2 separate regions of the Pan troglodytes genome follow, and region 2 is linked to region 1. Evidence: chromatin contacts called from public HiChIP or PLAC-seq data. All regions are on one chromosome and are shown on one strand. The core of a region is the stretch at or near the end of the contact, and the rest is flanking DNA. Distances in the headings are between cores, read along the strand shown.

The links. HiChIP or PLAC-seq counts read pairs in DNA pulled down with a chosen protein or histone mark.
Region 2: a contact with region 1 is called in an H3K4me3 HiChIP or PLAC-seq map of stem cell-derived excitatory neurons, with 5 times the contacts expected there. The contact joins the promoter of GOLGA1 here to the promoter of SCAI in region 1. A contact is called at or near these places in 1 of 7 Hi-C or Micro-C datasets (stem cell-derived neural progenitor cells), 1 of 1 datasets of contacts at active chromatin or transcription factors (stem cell-derived excitatory neurons) and 1 of 1 other capture datasets (stem cell-derived neural stem cells).

What each region holds. Positions count from the first base shown.
Region 1 is chr11:13,314,719-13,317,701 of NHGRI_mPanTro3-v2.0_pri, reverse strand. SCAI (suppressor of cancer cell invasion) reads right to left here and starts at 1,680. Exons shown (of 18, transcript XM_528477.8): 1 at 1,489-1,680; 2 at 737-781. The coding sequence starts at 1,541.
Region 2 is chr11:13,517,778-13,521,016 of NHGRI_mPanTro3-v2.0_pri, reverse strand. It overlaps GOLGA1 (golgin A1), which reads right to left and starts at 1,880. Exons shown (of 24, transcript XR_010148851.1): 1 at 1,736-1,880; 2 at 870-919.

The sequences.
Region 1 (2,983 bases), core at 431-2,930:
CATAGTAGATGCTCAATAAAATTAGTTTATTTTTTGAGGCAGGGTCTTGCTGTGTTCCCCACACTGGAGTGCAGTGGCATGATCACGGCTCACTGCATCACTGCAGCCTTGACTTCCTGGGCTCAAGCAATCCTCCCACCTCAGCCTCTTGAGAAGCTGGGACTATAGGTCCACAACACCCGCTCAGCTAGTTGGTTTTCGGTTTTTTAATTTTTTGTTTTTGTGGGTACATAGTAGGTGTATATATTTATGGGACCGGCTAGTTTTTCAATTTTTTGTAGAGACGGAGTCTTGCTCTGTTGCCCAGACTGGTCTTGAACTCCCAGGCTCAAATGATCCTTCTGCCTCAGCCTCCCAAAGTGCTGGGATTGAAGGCATGAGCCACCCCAGCCAAGATGAGCTTTTTAAACAGAGATGCTGGAGAAAATGAAATTATGGCTAAGGTTAAAAAAAAAAATAGCTGAGATCCTTACACAACATCAAAAAGTAAAAAAGTAGGATTTCTCAAGATTTCCCACATTATCTCAGATACCAAAAAAAAAAAAAAAAAAAAAATCGACTGTAGAGGTAGTAATTTGAAGTCCTCAAAAGAAAAATCATGCATGTGGTTATATTCTTTTAAAAGGGGGATAAATAAGAAACTTCATCTACTGACAGTATACAATTATGCAGTACGGCACAGGTGCAGCCAAGCAAAAAGAAAAACATGAAGCAAAATAGGAAGGCACTGCCTTACCTGCTTCTCCGTTTTCGAGGCGGTTTCTCCACTGTGCCAGTCAGTCTGCAGACCAAACAAATAAGACGGTAACTAAAAGTAACATACAAGAAAACATCTCCCGGCGCTACCGTGCCAGTCAAGAACTAAATAGACCACCCTCTGGGACCACAGGCTCGCCAAGCTCAGATCTGACCTTACAAACGCCTCATGCCCTGTTTCCCCTATTTACCAAGACCTAGCATTCCTGGGACTCACCGTTCCCCCAATTCTCCCTGAGCTCAAACCTTCCTGGTCCCTCACCCCATCCTCGACCCCTGCTCGTCACAGCCCAGCTCCCCAAAATCACCCACCTCCACCTACTCATTGTCTGCCTCGTCACCCCCGCAAGCCCCCCTAGCCTCCCCTTTCCTGTGCCCACCCGTTCCCGACCGTGCACTGCCCCCTCCACGCCCCGCCTCTCCGGGCCCGGCGACCCCCGCATTCCACGGCCCCTCCGGGGGCGCGCCCGCCTTGCCCCTCCCGGCCCCGCGCCGCCAGCCTCACCCCTCGGCGCCCCTTCCCTCACACGCCCCTCTCACCTGGCCTCGAGGAGGCGATCGCGCCCAGCCCGCGCCGCCGCCTGCAGGCGCCCCCAAGGTCCCCCCAGCCTGCACCCCCCGCCCCTCCGGTCTCTGCGCCCCGAATGCTCCACGGCCCCGAGCCGCTGCCCCTGGGCCCGCTCTCTGGCCCCCACCCCATCCCCAACCCCGGCCTCCACCCAGCCCCCGCACCTGGGGGGCAGGCGACTCCGCGGCTGCTGGGGCTGCCGGGCTCCTCTGACCATCCGGCTCCTGCTCCGCCGCGGGAGCTGCTCCGGCGGCCGCAGGGCTCGCTCGGGAAGCTGAGGCGGCGGAGGCTGGAGTAGGCGGAGAGGCGGGAGGAGGGCCTCGCGCCTCTGCCAGGCTTGCCGCGGGGCCCGCCTCCTCCGCGCCTCTCCTCGGTTCCCATTGGCTAGAGCAGTAGTGTGGACGGAAATCTGTCAGTCGATTGGACGCTCGGCCCGTCACATCCCGCGCCGCCCACCCAGAGGTTTGGTTGAGACTGCAGGTGGCGGCGGAGGTGCCTTAGAGATTGCTAGCAGGGCCGGAGGAGACCCTAGCGCCACCATGCGCCTAAAAGTAGGAACTGCACCCCCGGCTCCAGACACCTGCCCCAGGTTCTCCTGGCTCTGCGTCCTGCATACCACACACCTGCTGGCGCCCCTCCACCTCTGCACCACGCCAGGACCGAAAACAAGCCCTGAAATCTCCCAATTTCCTCTAGCAGGTGAGACAGTGAGGCAACTCTCACAAACGTGTTTCCTTTTAAGCCACCTCGAATGCGATCCTTGTCCCTACATCTTGCTGAAATTGTCTCACAGCTCACAGCTACCCCCCAAAAAGGACCCAGCCAGAAAACTCTAAGAATCCACCAAAATAAAGCATGGTTTGGATGCTCAATCCTCTGCAGAAAAGCTCACTAGCTTGGGTGCAGGCTTTTAAGAAAGTAAGATTTTTTTTTAATTACCATGAAAGAAAAATCAGCACTACAAACAGAACCAATGCCATACTAAAAGCAACGTGTTCCATTTTGAAAGGCCTGGACAAATTTGATCCCTGAATGGAAGCTGACCATCCTGATTCTGTGACCACTGCAAGTTCTACACCAATTAATCAATTTTAAAATAAATTGTACTGTATTTTTTGACAAACAGGCATGCAAAACTGCCTTTCATAAGCATAGTTACCCTTCTTCTGCTTTAACAAAGCCATCCTTGAAAATAAGACTCAGCTCATTAACGTATTATAAAATTCTTGAAGGTGGGAAGGCCTCTCTAAATCTCTACTCCTGTGTGAACTTGTTTGGTATATCCTCAGCATCTGTTCAGAGTTGGGAGGAGGCATAAAACTTTCTCTTAAGTCACTTCCATTTTATTAGAACATCTTTTATGCCTCAATAATATGACAGCGTCGAGTAGTACATGTCAACATTGGGGTGGGGAAAATCTCTCATTGATTTCCATAAGCGGCAAAAATTAGGATACTAGTTTTTCACAAAACCAAATGTATTTGGTGTAAAGAGCTGTCTTTTCTTCTGAGATGGTCCTACCTACATCTTTAATGGTAAAATGACTTTCCATTTATGAAGTAATACTGACGGTAAATTGTAGTAGGATTTGAAAAATTGCTTTGAAAAAATGTCAAATCTCTGTTGGTCCCCCAAATTAGTATTTCATGTAATCCTAAA
Region 2 (3,239 bases), core at 631-3,130, 200 kb before region 1:
TATTCATGACTTAATGATTTCAAATCCTTCCTCCAATAAGCTTAACTACAGTTTAGTGTTAAGTTGAAGACAAAAATGCATGTAATTCAATTCATATGTAATTCAATATTCAATATGTAATTCAATATGTAAAAGGTGTAATATCCTACTGTTTCAGGATGGTTTGCAATCAACTGTCCAATAGGAAAAGCTGGCAACAGAAAAAAGAAGACACACCAGACAACTCTATTATATAAGTATCTGATATCCTTGAACATTTTCTAGAGACGCTGTGTGGTTTTGAGTTTGATAAAATTACCTCCAATGAGTTTATTTTCTTTCTTTCTTTCTTTTTTTTTTTTTTGAGATGGAGTTTCGCTCTTGTTGCCTAAGCTGGAATGCAATGGCACGATCTCGGCTCACCGCAACCTCCACCTCCTGGGTTCAAGCGATTCTCCTGCCTCAGCCTCCCGAGTAGCTGGGATTACAGGAATGCGCCACTATGCCCGGCTTATTTTATATTTTTAGTAGAGACGAGGTTTCTCCGTGTTGGTCAGGCTGGTCTCAAACTCTTGACCTCAGATGATCCACCTGCATTGACCTCCCAAAGTGCTGGGATTACAGGCATAAGCCACTGCGCCTGGCCTCACAGTTTCTTTTCTTAAGAATGTTTGACATGATATTCAAAGTAAGATTCAAAAATCTTTTCCTCCTAATGGTGTATAAAACACTAATATTCTGGTTCCAACCTTAACTTTCCATGTTTTGTGGAGGATACCTAAGCTCTGCTCTGAGATACACAAATGCTATCTTACCACTTCAGATCCTCCATTAAGGCTGTACAATTCTTCAGAAACTTTACTTTCAATGTGTGTAAACCACTTACTCACCTGGCTTATCTACTAGATTTAAAACAGCTTGGAGGTCAAAGCATTCTGTCCTGCATGAAGACAAAGATAAAATGCATTGGGTATTTCTTTTCAAGTGTACGGCCAAAATGTTGGGTGGGGATAGGGGGAAGAAGTGAAGGAAGAGGAGGGGCAGAAGAAGGATTAAAGGGGGTAAGAAAACCTGTCACAACTCTCAATGGGATACCCTCCCTAACCCTGATCTCCTATGAATTTGTTTTTTGCCTAAGAGCTTCACTTACAAGCGCATAGAACAGAATTGATCACCGCAGCGGGTGCCTAAATTCACTTCTCCCTGGGAGCCCTGAGCAAAACAATTTGAATGAGGTTAAGTTTTCCTGGAGCCAGTATTTATTTCTCAGTTGATTACTACACTCACATACTGTTTACCTGGCCAGACCCTGGGCTGTCTGGTCACGGATTTGCACTGACAAAAAGCAAGGCAAAATTGGGTAAAGACAGATGTCTAACCCCCAGGGAGGCAGGCAGGTGCCTGCCACGGCAGTTTGGATCTCACTCCCTCAGGCTACCTCCAGCCCCGCCCGTGCTTTGGACTGTCAAAGAAAGGAAGGATCCAACATCTCTCCCATTTGACAGCAGGGAAACTGAGCCCTAGAGAGGAGGAGCGACTTGTCCAAGGTCGCGCAGGGAGGAATCCCGGAACCCTAGGCTCCAGACTCCCAGGCCGGGGCAGCCCGCCTCCGCCCCCACTCTCACCCTTTCAGCACCCCGGTGCCGCCCCCCGCCTTGGGGCTCGGGCAACCCTGACCGGGCCGCTGCGAGGACAGACCGAGGCCACTGGGAGAATAAGGGGCCTGCTCGCATTCCCGGAGTCCTGGCCCGCGCACCTGCCTCTCTCTGGGCAGCCAGCAAAGCCCCGCCTCCCGGGCCTCTCGTGAGCCCCTGCCCGCGTCACCAACCCCCACCGCCCAGCCGGCGAGCCGGGCAGCGACCCGGAACCGCACGTCTCCCAGCGCGCCGGAAGTGACTGCGCGGGGTGGGGGGGGGGGGGGTTGGTCCGACGCGCGCATGCGCCCGTGCGCGGCCTTGGCGGCTACAGTTACCACCTGTGAGCGGCGGTTGGGCCGGAACGGCTGGAGTTCTCGGGTGCCCAGCCGGGCGCTCCCTCAGCCCAGTTCGCCACGTCAGCGAGCGGCCAGAGCCGCAGATGATGACTGAGTCTCCGAGGCCTCTCGGTCTTTTTCTATTTTAACAGGGGCGCGTGCAGAGCGTGGTAAGTGGGAGGGGCTTCGTGTCAAAAGTAAAAGAACCCAGTCGGTGCCACAGGCCCCGCTGTGCTGTGCTGGCTACAAACCCGGCCGGGGCTGCGCTGCTTGGCCAGGCGCCCCCCCGCGCCGCCGGGTCCCGCCGCACCCTAGGCAGCTGCCTTGCCACCGTGTGACCCGGGAAGTCTGCGCCTCCAGCTTCACTCACAAGCCAGTAGCTCCAGAAACTAGTCCTGGGACCTTACACCTTGAGACCAGTTTTTAGACTTTGGCGCCTGTCACCTACTGTAGATGATGCGTTTTATATCGCAACCGAGTACATAACGTCCAGCAGAACCACGTTCTTACTATGTAATGCACTTAAAAACGCTGGTGGCAGCTCACTATATTGGATTAGCTTCACCATCCGCTGCTGGGCCGTCTCCTTTCTGCTTAGGAAGAAAGTTGAAAACATCAAAAGTGCACGGCGCGCGCTTCTGTGGTCCCAGCTACTCGGAAGACCGAGGTGGGAGGATCTCTTGAGACCAGGGCTTCCAGACCAGCCTGGGCACCGTGGCGAGACTCCGTCTCTTTAAATAAATAGCAATCATGCAGGCAGTAGGAAAATAAAAAAAAACAAAAGAGGAAAAACTATCTTGTTCCAAGTCACAGTCCAGGCCGGGCGCGGTGGCTCACTCCTGTAATCCCCACACTTTGAGAAGCCGAGGCGGGTGGTTCACCCGAGGTCAGGAGTTCAGACCAGCCTAACATGGCGAAACCTCGTCTCTACTAAAAATACAAAATTAGCCGGGCATGGTGGCCCATGCCTGTAATCCCAATTACTTCGGAGGCTGAGGCAGGAGAATCGCTTGAACCCGGGAGGTGTAGGTTGCAGTGAGTCAAGATCGCGCCATTGCACTCCAGCCTGGGCAACAAGAGCGAAACTCTATCTCAAACAAAAAGTCACGGTCCAAATCAGTACCCTAAGTCAGGTCCCTGAACTCGTCAATGCCAAGCCAGCCATTCCACCTTAAGGAACTCTGGTTCCATCCCCAGACTCAACACAAGCCCAAGAATAAGCAGATTCCACCCAATTCTTCAACAGTCCCTTCCTTCGCGTGTTCCAGTTCTGACCAGCAGGAGCAGG